2 separate regions of the Gossypium hirsutum genome follow, and region 2 is linked to region 1. The links are chromatin contacts, called in public Hi-C maps. All regions are on one chromosome and are shown on one strand. The core of a region is the stretch at or near the end of the contact, and the rest is flanking DNA. Distances in the headings are between cores, read along the strand shown. Region 1 holds the start of LOC107899950. Region 2 holds the start of LOC107901069 (12-oxophytodienoate reductase 3).

Region 1 (6,453 bases), core at 3,819-6,318:
TATCTTCTTTTTTTCATTTTCACATATAAATTCCCATACATGGTACGGAGCAGGGCATATATCAAAAGTTTTTGTAATAGCCCCCCCACAATTATAGCCATCGACTTCCATCTACTTAACAAGCATCAGAAGTGGCCATAATTTTCTATGTCAAGCACTTAGGTAAAACAAATTGCACACTTAGAAGTCATTGACACAGATAAAATGCAAGGATAAAAGTACATACTTGAATTCTAAGAGATACACCCTGGAGCTGTGATTTGAGCTTAAAAAACTTTTCAATCTGATGGCGTGTCCGGATAAGGTCTTTTGCCATCACCTTTACAGCTCCCTGAAATAAAATCCCGAGAACAAAATATTTAGAGGATAGTAGGCTCGGTGGACAGCAAAGCCCATTCATGTCAATAAGAAACATGCAGATCATATACAATAACTTTTAAATCTGAAAGTTAAAAGAAACCTACTTTCACAAGATAAGAGATGCGAAATACAATATTGAAGCGCAATTAGACAGGAAATGACTGCACTAGTCCACTAATACGAAGCAAAATAGACATACACATTACTCAAGCTACCAAATTGCCGCAAAGTGTAATTGATGCATTTTGTGAGTGAGATGAAAAAGAAAAATGACTCATCATATCTATCTGTAAAGTGGTAGAGAACAATCAGAAATAAATTAATATGATCCTAGCAAACATGTCATTCACATATAAAACTAGTCATCAAACATCGAATCAAGCCAGTACATAATCAAAATCACCAATAAAGCAACCTCATTTATACCAAAAAAGAAAAAAGGCTTCACATAATTGACTAAAACATAAAAATGCCAAGCTAATAAGCTCTCAATCCTATATATACCAATTTTTTAAGAGAAATTTAACTACACATAAGTAAAAAAGTAAAGCAAAAATAGAAAACAAAATTGTAAAAAATATATGTAACACACCATCTGCCCTTGCTTTGCACTTTTCTTAATCTCAGCAATCAGTTTCTTCTCTTGGGTCTGTAAACCTTGCCTTTCCCTCTCTATCTCCCTAATAGATTTGTCGAGCATCCGCTTATTTTCTCGCAGAAGCTCTGAAAAATATATATATATATTCAATACAAAATGACTTGACAATCCGGCATTGGGGGAAATGAATTGAGAACCATAAAATACACAATTCACCTAATTTGTTTGCTTGATCTTTGATACACTAAAGTGACAGGCTCAATAAAGCGCAAAACCTTATTTTTAGAAATTTGAACTAGCAAACAACCATACAATTACTCGATCCTAAAATCCAAAATTAAACCAAATAAACAAAATAAAGCATTCGAATTCCTGTCATTAGCAGAATTCACAACTATTTCTAAAACTATCAGAAACATACTACTTCAGTCGAAATCCTTAATTCTAATTATTCAATTACCAAAGCCCTCAATATAAAATCACTTCATCAAATTCAAATGCGAACAGATCATAACAAAATCAGTAGCGATTTTCGAAATTAATACAAATTCTAATTATTTGAAAACAAAATTGATACCTGCAGGGGTTTTTCTCTTGCCAAAGAGGAAACTCATGTTCGGTCGATGCTACGAAAACTGTCCCAACACGATTTGGTGGTGGCTACGGCGATCTGATCTGGTATAAAAACGCATCGGATGGTACACCACAAGAGATTGCTTCTTCGAGGTGGTATGTTTGATCGCTCGCCCGCCAAGACAACTTCTTTGCTACTTGACTCCGTACATGGACAACGGCTGCTAATGAATGGAATTGGGTATAGACAAATGGTTAATTTCTGTTATTAGTCCTTCTATTTTTAAGAAAGTTACGTGGATTTAGCCTCTATGCTTTAATTTAATTGTTTTTAATCTCTGTATTATTTTTAATTTTAATCCTCACTAAATAATAACAGTTAAATTCATTAGGTTAAGTTCTGTTATTTTTAAATTTTGAGGCAGAAAAACTATTATTATATGCGTAGTATTATATCCACTCATTATTTTCTTATATTACTCAGATAAAAATTCAATTAATAATTATTATTTATGTCAATACTGAAATTTTAAATTTTGAAAAAGTATAGACTAAATAGATATAATCCATTTTCCCACGCGGCTGCATCTGAGTGCTATAGCCTACCCATATTGGCCCTCTGAATATTGGGCTTTCTCTTGCTACGGGAAGCAGATGCTTACTGGATTAAATTGTATTGAATTGATTAAGTATTTCCATTTTTTGTTTAGGTGCATTTATTCAGTTGATGTTCAAATCATACCAACGGAATAAACTGACAATTTTTTGATTAAGTTTTTTTTCACTTTAATCGTTCTCAATTTAATCCTTTGACATTAAAAATATAAGTTTATATTATATTATGTTATAAGCAGTTTGTTCTGTATCACACAAAAATTAAGCTTATAATAATATATAATATTACTATAATGTAATCATTTAAACTATGTCTATATTTAAAATTTTAATAAAAATATACAAAATATTAAATTAGAATTACATAATTTTTTATAAAAAAAGTTAAAAATAATATGAATGAGTCTAAAAGAAGTTCTAAATTAATCATTTACAAATATAAACGAATTTGAGTAAACTCTAAAACCCGGCTGAACTTAAGCAAACAAATATTATGCTGATTATATATATTATATATTAGATGTGAAAAAACTTTTTGTAATAAATATATTTATAAAAATATTATTTTAAAAATTGATTTAGTTGAAATGGTAAAAATATTGAAAATTATAGTGTTTTGGGTTCAAATCTGATCAAGTATTTTTTTTAAAATAAGAAATTGAAAGATTTCGTTGAAATTGTTCGTTTGGAAATTTCCTGAAAAGCTAATCATAGGTTCTTCTCTCCATCGGAACAATAGGTTTAACTTGAAATGACAAAAAAAATCATATAATCATATTTATTATTTTATAAAAATTCAATAATTACTTGCAACATTAAAAAGTAACATTAACTCAATAAACCACTCAAATATGGTAAAATTAGATATATAAACTCGACTAGAAGTGTAAATGAGATATTGGTGCTTACAAGATACTCAAGTTCGACTAAAAAAATTTAAATTTGATTCGATAATTATCAAGCCAAGTTCAAGTTATCAATCAAGTCAAATTCAAGCTTAATAATACTTGACTTAAACAATTTATAAGCCTTATCGAATTTTCTATATTTTTATATTATTAAATTATTAAATTACTTTATTACTCTTAACATATATTATTAAACCTCGAACTCAAATTTGAGTTCGAACTTCAATATAAAACTTGATAAATGAATTTAAACTTAAAAATAAAAATAACTCCAAATTTTAAATCAAAGTCAAGCCATGAATACCTGTACGAGCGAGTGGTGGTTTTAACAAAACCGTGTCACCTTTTCCTTTTTCTGACAGAAAATTTGTGATTAAAAAAAGAATATACCCACGCGGTGAGGACACTCTCTTTTTATCTCAACTAGCTTTCTCGCATTTAAAACTCTTACTGATTTCTGAACCTTAAAATAATCAATAAAATCGTAGCACACGTGCGCTCGGCGGACATGCTTTGTACAGAGAAGGGCAGGCGGTCACGTGCGGCTATGTCATCCTCAGTTCTCACTCTCGATTATTTGCATCACACGCGCTCCTCGGTGGGCTTTGCCATGTCCAGCTACAAGGAGCAGAGATCACGTGGCTTGGACCCCACACAGTCTAAACAAGCGGGGCCATTTGAAATTATTGTTAGCTTAAGCACAGTAAATTTGCAAATTAACTACAGTAAATACTGATAATTGCACCTTTTGTGCTGGCAAACATATACACCACTACTAAAATTTTGATTTACATCTCTAATTTATCGGCCACGTGGTGAGTTTATTATAGAGTTATGATAAATGTTTATTGCTAGGTATCTTCTGTCCATAAGTTGGCTGGACATGATGATTCTCTTGTTTCACAAAATTTTATCTCCCACAACTCAAAAATACATTCAACTATTTATCATTACAAATACTTCTTTTTATCTAGTTTGAATTTAATTTTTTATGTGAATTATTTTTAAGGTTTGAATAATTTTTTGTAGAGGGGATTTATTTGCAAGTTGAGATATATACGAATCTAAACTATCAAACCATTTACTTGACATAAAAAGGATATTTGCTCTCTGAAAAGATTTGTAAACTAAAGAAAGGTAAAAGAAGATATTAAGCAAACTCAAATTCATTCTTGTTTTTCATATCTGTGGATGAACTTACATTTATACATTTGATTTCTTAACTGTTATATAACAGCTCAACTGTAAAGTTGTTATTAATAGAATTGCTAGAGTACTTATACTATAACTACTTAACTAATTCATAAACTCTAATATTCACCTATCTACCCAACCTTCGAAACTCGTAAGAGCTGTCGAAGTTTACAAAATTGAGATGCAGACAACAGTTTAGTAAGAACGTCAGCAACTTGATCACAGGCATAAACTTCTTCGACGATAAGAAACCCAGCAACAACTTTCTCACAGAAAAAAAATAGATCAAGTTCGACATGTTTAAACTTTAAATGTAAAACCGGATTGCCACTGCAACAACACTCGAATTATCACACCATATTGTTGGTGTATCAACAGAAAGATACTGAAGTTCACTTAATAAAGGCATTAGCCATGTAACATCCATAGTTGCAGCCGCCAACCCGTGATACTCAACCTCAGCGGTGGAACAAGACACAACCTGTTGCTTTTTAGAACACCACGAGATAGGGTTATCACCAAAATAGATATAGTATCCTGTAGTAGACCATCGATCATCAAAATCTAACCCCTAATTCACATCAACATAGCCAACCAAAGATAGCCTCTTAGATGGTTTGACAAGCAGACCATTATCAACCATACCACTCAAATAGTGTAAAATTCGTTTGAATGTCACAAAATGAACATATGTGGGAGCATGCATGAACTGACAGATATGGTTCACAGCATAAGTAATATCAGGCCGGGTTAGCATGACATATTGTAAAGCACCGACAAGACTACGATATTCGCTAGGGTCTTCAATTAGAGTACCCATGGTTTTGGACAGAAAAGAATAGCTAACCATAGGTGTATGAATAGCCTTAACATGAATGAGATGACAACGATCAAGCAAGTCAAGAACATACTTAGGTTGACATAGATGAAGAGTTCCATTAGTCAGGCGAGTGACTTCAACACCTAGGAAATAATGAAGATCCTACATGTCTTTGAGTGAAAACATAGAATGAAGTTGTTCAACAAACACGTCAATATTAGGAGCTGAACTCTCGGTAACGATAATATCATCAACATATACAAACGTATACATATGAGCCACATCAATAATACGTATAAACAGGGAAGCATCAGATTTGGACTTGACAAAACCTATGGAAAAAAGATAGGATTTCAACTTATCAAACCACCCTCTTGGAGCCTGTCGTCATCCATACAACGCCTTTGTTAACCAACAAACCAAAGGTTACCCATCGGCATTATGTTGAACATATCTAGGAGGTTGATAAATGAAGACTTCTTCGGTAAGCTCACCATTGAGAAAAACATTATTTACATCTACTTGCTGTAGCTGCCACTGCTGGGACACAACAATTGATAGAATGGTCTTGATGGTGGCTGGTTTAACAGCAAGACTAAAGGTTTCTTGAAAATCACAACCTGGTACCTGAGAACAACTTTTGGCAACTAATCTCCCCTTCCGTCGAGCAATAATGCCGTCGGGATTTCGTTGAAACTTAAACAACCATTTACACCCGATCGACTTTCTCCCTAGTGGCAAAAGAACTAACTCCCAAGTGCGATTACGAATTAATGCATCATATTCAGCTTGAGCCGCTACTTTCCATTCCTCATGAGCAAAAGCTTCATCAATCGTACGAGGCTCATTTTTAGCAGTTTCAACAGCTAAAACTTTATGTTTGAAAATACCAGCTTTGGACTGTGTCACCATATGATGTGTATTCCCAGTAGGTTGAGGAAGATCGACTACAGTGGCGAAAAATTCTGGTGCGGGAGAAGGGTTGTTTCCAAGTTGTGGAGAAGAATTGATCGTAGTAGAGGGAACTACTGGTGTGTGTGATGGAGTAGTAGTATAACCCAAGTGAAACGAATCATAACGTAAGAGCACAGGATTTTCTGTATTCTGATCAGGAGAACTAGAAGGAGAGGACAACAACTGCACAAGAGGAATATACGTAGTGACACACTCAGTTGTTACGGGAGATGATGAAGGATGTTCATGATACAGAAACCTACTTTCATAAAAATAACATGTCGAGAGATAAAAACTTTCCCGTCAGGCGTGATGCAGACTATATCCGAGAAAAGTACACGACTGAGATCGAGACTCCACTTATGTTTATTAAAAGGACGAAGATATGGAAAATAACAACAGCCAAAAATATGAAGATGATCATAAGTTAG
Region 2 (6,672 bases), core at 2,749-5,248, 290 kb before region 1:
ACCCCAAACACAAGTTTAACAAATGCTAAAACTCGAAACAAGAAAAAGAGAAAGGGAACCAGTACTCCAACCTTGCTTCCTGATGGAGCATTCTTCTTAGGCCTAAATGTCTTCTGGTTTCTGCATAATGCAAAAAACAAAGGATCAGCCAATCCTTATGAGGAGAAAGGGTTTCAAGTTTCAAGGATTCCAAGTATCGAAATCCTTTGCTTAGTATCAATCATCTAAAGTAGAACCAATAAACAACTTCAATCATGAAGTTGAATGGATTAAATGAAGTCATAAATATCACCACTATTCAAATGGGTTTTTTCTATAATTGTTTCTCGAAAACTCCATGTATGAAATCATATATATCATCACCACAAAAACACATAATGAAAAGAAGAAAAAAACAGAGATCACCACCATATTGAAAAAGACACAGAAACAAGGTTTGGGTAATTGAATGGGTGCGAACCTGCTACCGAGGCCGAAGAGACTCATGGAAAATGACAAAACGTTGACGTTTTGCTAACGGTGCTAAAACCTCTTTGTGTTTGTAAAATAAAAATGCTGGAAACAGAGGATAAAGAAAACAAGAAAGCCGTATATGGTTATATATATATAAATGGAGAGAAGAGAAAGGTTTTTGGTAATTAAAATAAGGAAAACATTATTAAATTAGTATATATAGGAAAAGAAAGGAATGAAGATAAATGACAGACTGGCAAAGACAGCGAGCTCTGTCTCAGTTAAAGAACAGAACATATGAGAGAACAGAGCATAGCCAGAGGGAAGAGCAGACACAGTCGCAGTCCCCGTCCCCCTTTGGCCTTTGCTTACCTGGCATTCTATTCCACTTATTTCAAGCTTCCTTCTGGTCTAATTCTATACAAAGTCCCTCCCACAATATAGTTTGAAAATATGATTTTTTTTCATTAATTAATTAGATTGTTTTAATTTTTTAAACATATAATGACAGTGGCATATACAGTTAAACAACTTTTTGCACATATATTTATATTATTATAATGAATTTTATGGATGAGGGTAGAAGAAAATATATGATTAAATTTAGCAAAAAATGATAGAGTTTAGTTGGGAAAATATGAAAGAAATGAATGAGGGTGGGGTCGTCTTAGCTGGATTTTGGAATTGTATTTCAACGTTTGGGGCTGAATTGGGATTTTGATTGGACCATTTCAATGTTTTAAGCCTGCAATTACTTAATGGTCCAATATACTATTTATATTATTCAAATGACTTTCTACCCTTGACCCAAAGTAGTAGTTCTTACTTAGTATATTCCCTCTTATTTTTATTATTATTAAAAAAAGGAAAAAAAAATCTGAAATTAATAAATCAGATATGGGTATTTGTTTAAAAGAAGGAAGAAATTCGAAAGAGAAGCAATAATTGGGGTAATGATAGGATTGGATGCAGCAATCATTTTGGATTTGTGTTTTTGCTATCTTTGCTCTCATTCTTTCTGCAGCAAACCAATCTACAGATAAGTCCCAGCTCGGACTACTTACCATTTCTTCCACTACATTCCATGGATTTTATAATAGTTTTGTTTGGTTACATCTGAGCAGGTGAGCTTAGGGTAGTCCCAGAATTGTGTACAAAAACCAAGACACAGGTTTGATATCAAATTAGACTCTCCTATTTCACACATAATTTTAACATATATTCAACAGCACAGCCATTGCACATCAAAGTCGTGATTGTACTACCAGGAAGGGATAGTCCGTGTACCCCACAACAGGGTCTTGCGTATAAAATGTCTTCCTAATGTATCGATTTAATGGCGCATTGATCCTCAACCTAAAAACCAGGTCTGGATTCGATATAAAAAGACGGCCATACGATACCAGATCGGCATCACCCTCAGCCACTGCTTGCATCCCGAGCTCCCTTGTGAATCCACCACTGCACATGAAAGTTCCCTCGTAACTCCTTTTCAAAGTCCTCATTAAATGAGCTTCCTCATCTTCACTACCGTGCCTGCCTGATTCAGTTTGCCCATAGGCATGATAACGAGGCTGAGTCACATGAAGATAAGCGAGTTTCGACCCCAATTTCAGCTGAAGCTCATTAAGCCTCTCTATCACGGCTAAGCCTAGGTTGAGCGGATTAGAGTCAGTGGCGTCGAGGTGATCAATTGCGGGAGAAATTCGGACTGCGATTCTATCTGCACCTACAGCTTCGGCTACGGATCCAATGATTTGCATTAAGAATTTACATCGGTTTGCCAGTGATCCACCGTACTCATCTCTGCGATCATTGATCCCGTCTTTTAAAAATTGGTCGATGAGATATCCATGCGCTCCATGAATCTCGATTCCATCAAAACCGGCTCGAATGGCATTCAAAGCTGCTGTGCGGTAGTGTTGGACAACCTCTGGTATTTCCGAGATTTGTAGAGCTCTAGGTTTAGGATATATGCCATAGCTCCCATCTGGCATCAAAATTCTCCACCTGTTGGAGAGAGGCTTGCTTGTTGACGATATGGGTGCCGCCCCACCAGGTTGATACACTATTTCATTAGTCAAAATAAGCAAATAAAATATTTCAATAAATGGTGAAAGAAAGGGGAAATGCATAGGGTGATGGAAGTTACGAGAATGTGAAGCACGGCCAACGTGCCAGAGTTGGCAAAAAATGATGCTTCCTTTTGCATGAACAGCATCCACAATCTTCTTCCATGCCTCCACCTGTTGGTCATTGTAGATCCCAGGAACATGAGGGAACCTGCTTCAATCATTGCACCATTAGACAATTTAGGATATGCCAGGAATCTGGATAACTCAATATTATGAAAATCTGATATTATTGGAACAATCATTTTGTAACAGGGAAGGGATAAAAAGACTAACAAGGGTACCATTATATCATATACAAAATGATTATATTTGAAGTGAAGCATTGCATCTCCCAACCCTATTATCTCATATTCAATTTAATTTAAAAATAAAAACTCTTCCAATATGCAAAACGACACAACATTGGGCAAATGCTATCTGTTTGATGGAAAAGACTAGAAAGTGGTATAACTAATTGGTGGAATAGTCGTATCAGGCTTTGGTTCAATTACGAAATTACCCAGCTGCAGTGTCGGACACCAGTGTCCCTTCGGTGATTAGAAAGCCGCCGGGAGTCGACCTCTGCGTGTAATATTCAGCGAGCGCTGGCCTTGGGTTTCCATTCAACGCCCTGCATCTAGTCATCGGCGCCAGCACCACCCTGCCATCACATTCAAACCAAACTCAATAGACCCCCGGAAATCTTCGGTAGAACGTGTCTGACAACCAAAGTTCCCTCAAGACAAGGATCTAAGCCCCTCCGAAATCAAGGAATCTGATGCAAAAAAAAAAAAACCCGACAAACTGAAACACAGACCTGTGAGAAAGGTTGAACTTGCCCATCTTGTAAGGAGAGAAGAGCGTTGGGGTCCCTTGAGATTGAGTTTCCGGCATTGTTACCTTCCTACGAACTTGATCTGAAGATGAAAAAACTTATCCGCAGTACACACTCCAGTTGAAAAAGTAAGGAAAACCAACAGTTACTAGAATGATTTACTTAATTATATAAAGAAATTTAGGGTGAGAGAATATAAGCATGTGGCATAAAATTGGACGGTATAGGGCTGGGGTTGCGGGAGTATTTTATAGCTGAAAATTTAATCCTTTGTTTTGATTTGATGAGTTGCGTGGGGAGTTTTGATTGGAGATAGATGGGCGGAGGAGTCGGTGGGTGCTATTTATGGCATGGGTTTCATGTGCTGATTTAAACAGTGGCGATTCTTGATGCAAATATGTTTCCGCCGGCAATCACTGTTGCCGACTGGTTGTTGCTTTGAAAAGAAAAAAACTGAGGCAACAAATAGTTGTAGAATGACTAAAGTTTTTCTCTCTCTCTTGCAAAGAAGTATGAGTCAACACTCAAAGCTCAGTTACAATTGTGAGGGTTCCCACTTGACAAAAAAAGGCTGGGTGAAACAACAATTTTGCAATTCATTAATTCTGTTAATATCACGATTATACGTAATTAATACCGTCTGCATAGTTACAATTATAATAAATTAATAAATTATTAGATTTAATAATTGTACTAATTCGAACTTAAATGGTTCAGTTAGGGTTATCCGTTAAAAGAGAAAAAGTACTATACTTGAAAAAATAAATTTGGGGCTCTTTTCTCTCTCTTAAATAGTCTTTTTGTTATTGCGATGGTCAATTCTGATTGATGGATTTAGAGAATGATTATTTCTTAGTGAAGTTTCGATCAATAGAAGACTATAATAAAGCTCTGATTGAGGGTCTGTGGGTGATCTTTGGATAGTATCTAACAATACAACCATGGACACAAAATTTTTCAACAATACAACCATATCCACATAATTTTGTTGCTTGGATACGCCTTCTGGGTCTCCCAGGATATATGTATAAGAAGAAATTGGTTAAAGCCATTGGTGATAGGATTGGTCTAGTTGTTCGACTAGATGATAATACAGATAATAGTTTTCAGGGTTGGTTTGCCAAGATGGCAGTGTTTTTAGACCTCAATAAACTTTTTATTTCCAATATCAAAATTGAGGATAAAGTTCAACGGATTGAATACAAGTCTCTTCCTAATGTTAGTTTTTCCTTTGTTTTCTATGGGCATAATAAAAATCATGTCATGTCATGAAGTTTGCAATTGATCGAAATTTTTTTTTGAGAATGTCTTTGTACCAACTCCTTTTCGTCCTAATTGAGATTATCAGGAAACTCAAGATAAATATGGACTGTGGATGCTTGTTGAGCGTAGAAAACGGAGAGATAGTCGAAATTTTGAAACAGTGAAGGGAGGGCGACAACCGACAAACCAACATGCGTCTAGGTTCAATGTATTACATGACTTACGGGATGATGAAGCTAAAATCTTGGAAAATCATATTCCAAATCCCACGAATTCTGGTAGTGGTCAACAAAATGGGATTGTTATTTATGACAATCCTCTTGTTGAAAAGGAATCTCTTCCTAAACAGATTGAATTTGTTAAAGGGAAGAAAAAAATGGAAGTTGTCCAAGTTAAAAACCAAAGTAAGGTTTCATTGAGTAATGCGGTAACTTCTACACCATCCAAATTAGATTTGGTTAAGGCAGGCCAATTGGTTAACAATTCTGTTGGGCTCAAATCCTTGACCAAAAATGAGCAAAAAAGACATCGTTTGACATCTACACAAATGGGCTCGTCCAACAAGGATTTTGCCACTGTTTTAAATTCGATCCAAGAAGATAAATGCCCCAAAAGCCCAATCCTCACTTTAAAGTGTAATGAATTAAACAATGAGCCTTAGATTAATATTGTCATTTCCAAAGTGTCAACAGAGTCTATCTCGAAGTCCAAAAATTTAGTACAAAGGAAGATGAAAATTTTTCTTGTCCCCGAGTGTAACACCCATTAGTAGGTCCAGTTGCCAGACCCAAGCTACAGGATGCTACAACAGTTAACAGAACAATTCACACATGTTTCTGACTTTAATATTCAATAAATCAACAAAACAATTCATAAGTCAAGTTTAGCATGATTCACAACATACATACAATCAGACTTAAAATCAATTAATCATTTTATAATCCATACAAAACATGATTTATAAACTAATCTGAATCCTAATCGAGCTTACGAAAGCTCTTAAACCAACCTGAGAACAAATTAAGACTTAATTGAAAATTTAACAAAAAGTAAGAAAAAAATCTAAAAACAAGGTTACACGACCATGTGGCCAGGCTGAACTTGTGTGACAAGAAGTTACACGGCCGTGTGACTAAACCGTGCAACTGACTGAGATCGTGTGTGAAAATGTCCCATAACTTTCAATAAGCACATGGCTGTGACACTAGCCCGTGTGTGACACACAGCCATGTGTTAGACTGTGTACAACAAATAGACCATATGTTGCACAATACAATCAACCTTTCCAAAATAACCTTTAAGGCATTCCATAACCAATTTAACCTGTCCAAAAACATGTACATTTCAATGTCAAAACTTCAACTTTAATAACCAACTAAACATACAACCAATATGCCACATTTGGCACCATCACAATCAAAGTTATAAGCACGTATCAATTTTTATAGTAACTAGATCATAAACATATCAACTTCTAAACTATGCCACTCACTTTCACAAGTTTAAATATCAAACTCTACATTAACCAAAACATCATTCCAACAAGTTACCATATAGAATATGTACTTATTTGCAAGGACCATCCAAACCAAAACATATATAAGTGCCTTTACATGTGTTTGATCAACTTATGTACATGCCACAAATAACCAAGATTGAATCATTCAAAAGACTACCGAATTTGAGAGACGGTAGGTGTATGCTTCTCGCTGATCCAATCGACACGCTCCGAACATTCACAATCTATAAAGAAAGTAGTAACAATGAGTAAGTATTATAAAATACTTAGTAAGCTCATACAATATAAACAAATAGCTTACATTAATCATTTAACAATTTCATGAATCAATATGCTATAATTTCACCTATCATGGCATTCACAACAACATCAACCAAATGGGATTTGGATCATAACCATATATATAATTCCAAATAAAAAAAATTACACATTTCACTTCATAATATTTTCTGAATCAATTTATAAACATCACTTTGCTCATATTCATA

Evidence for each region. Hi-C and Micro-C count contacts between places; a contact is called where the count stands out from the background.
Region 2: a Hi-C map of leaf shows a contact between it and region 1, with 1.9 times the contacts expected there. The contact joins the promoter of LOC107901069 here to the promoter of LOC107899950 in region 1. A contact is called at or near these places in 8 of 34 Hi-C or Micro-C datasets (callus, hypocotyl, leaf and 1 more).

The regions. Positions count from the first base shown.
Region 1 is chrD06:14,218,669-14,225,121 of Gossypium_hirsutum_v2.1, reverse strand. It overlaps LOC107899950, which reads right to left and starts at 5,068. Exons shown (of 2, transcript XM_016825685.1): 1 at 4,844-5,068; 2 at 4,556-4,735. The coding sequence starts at 5,068. The coding sequence ends at 4,556. It also overlaps the pseudogene LOC107901077.
Region 2 is chrD06:14,510,358-14,517,029 of Gossypium_hirsutum_v2.1, reverse strand. LOC107901069 (12-oxophytodienoate reductase 3) reads right to left here and starts at 3,998. Exons shown (of 4, transcript XM_041095349.1): 1 at 3,385-3,998; 2 at 3,088-3,228; 3 at 2,606-2,736; 4 at 1,488-2,521. The coding sequence starts at 3,461. The coding sequence ends at 1,698. It overlaps LOC107901070 (MOB kinase activator-like 1A), which reads right to left and starts at 835. Exons shown (of 7, transcript XM_016826915.2): 1 at 461-835; 2 at 72-120. The coding sequence starts at 486.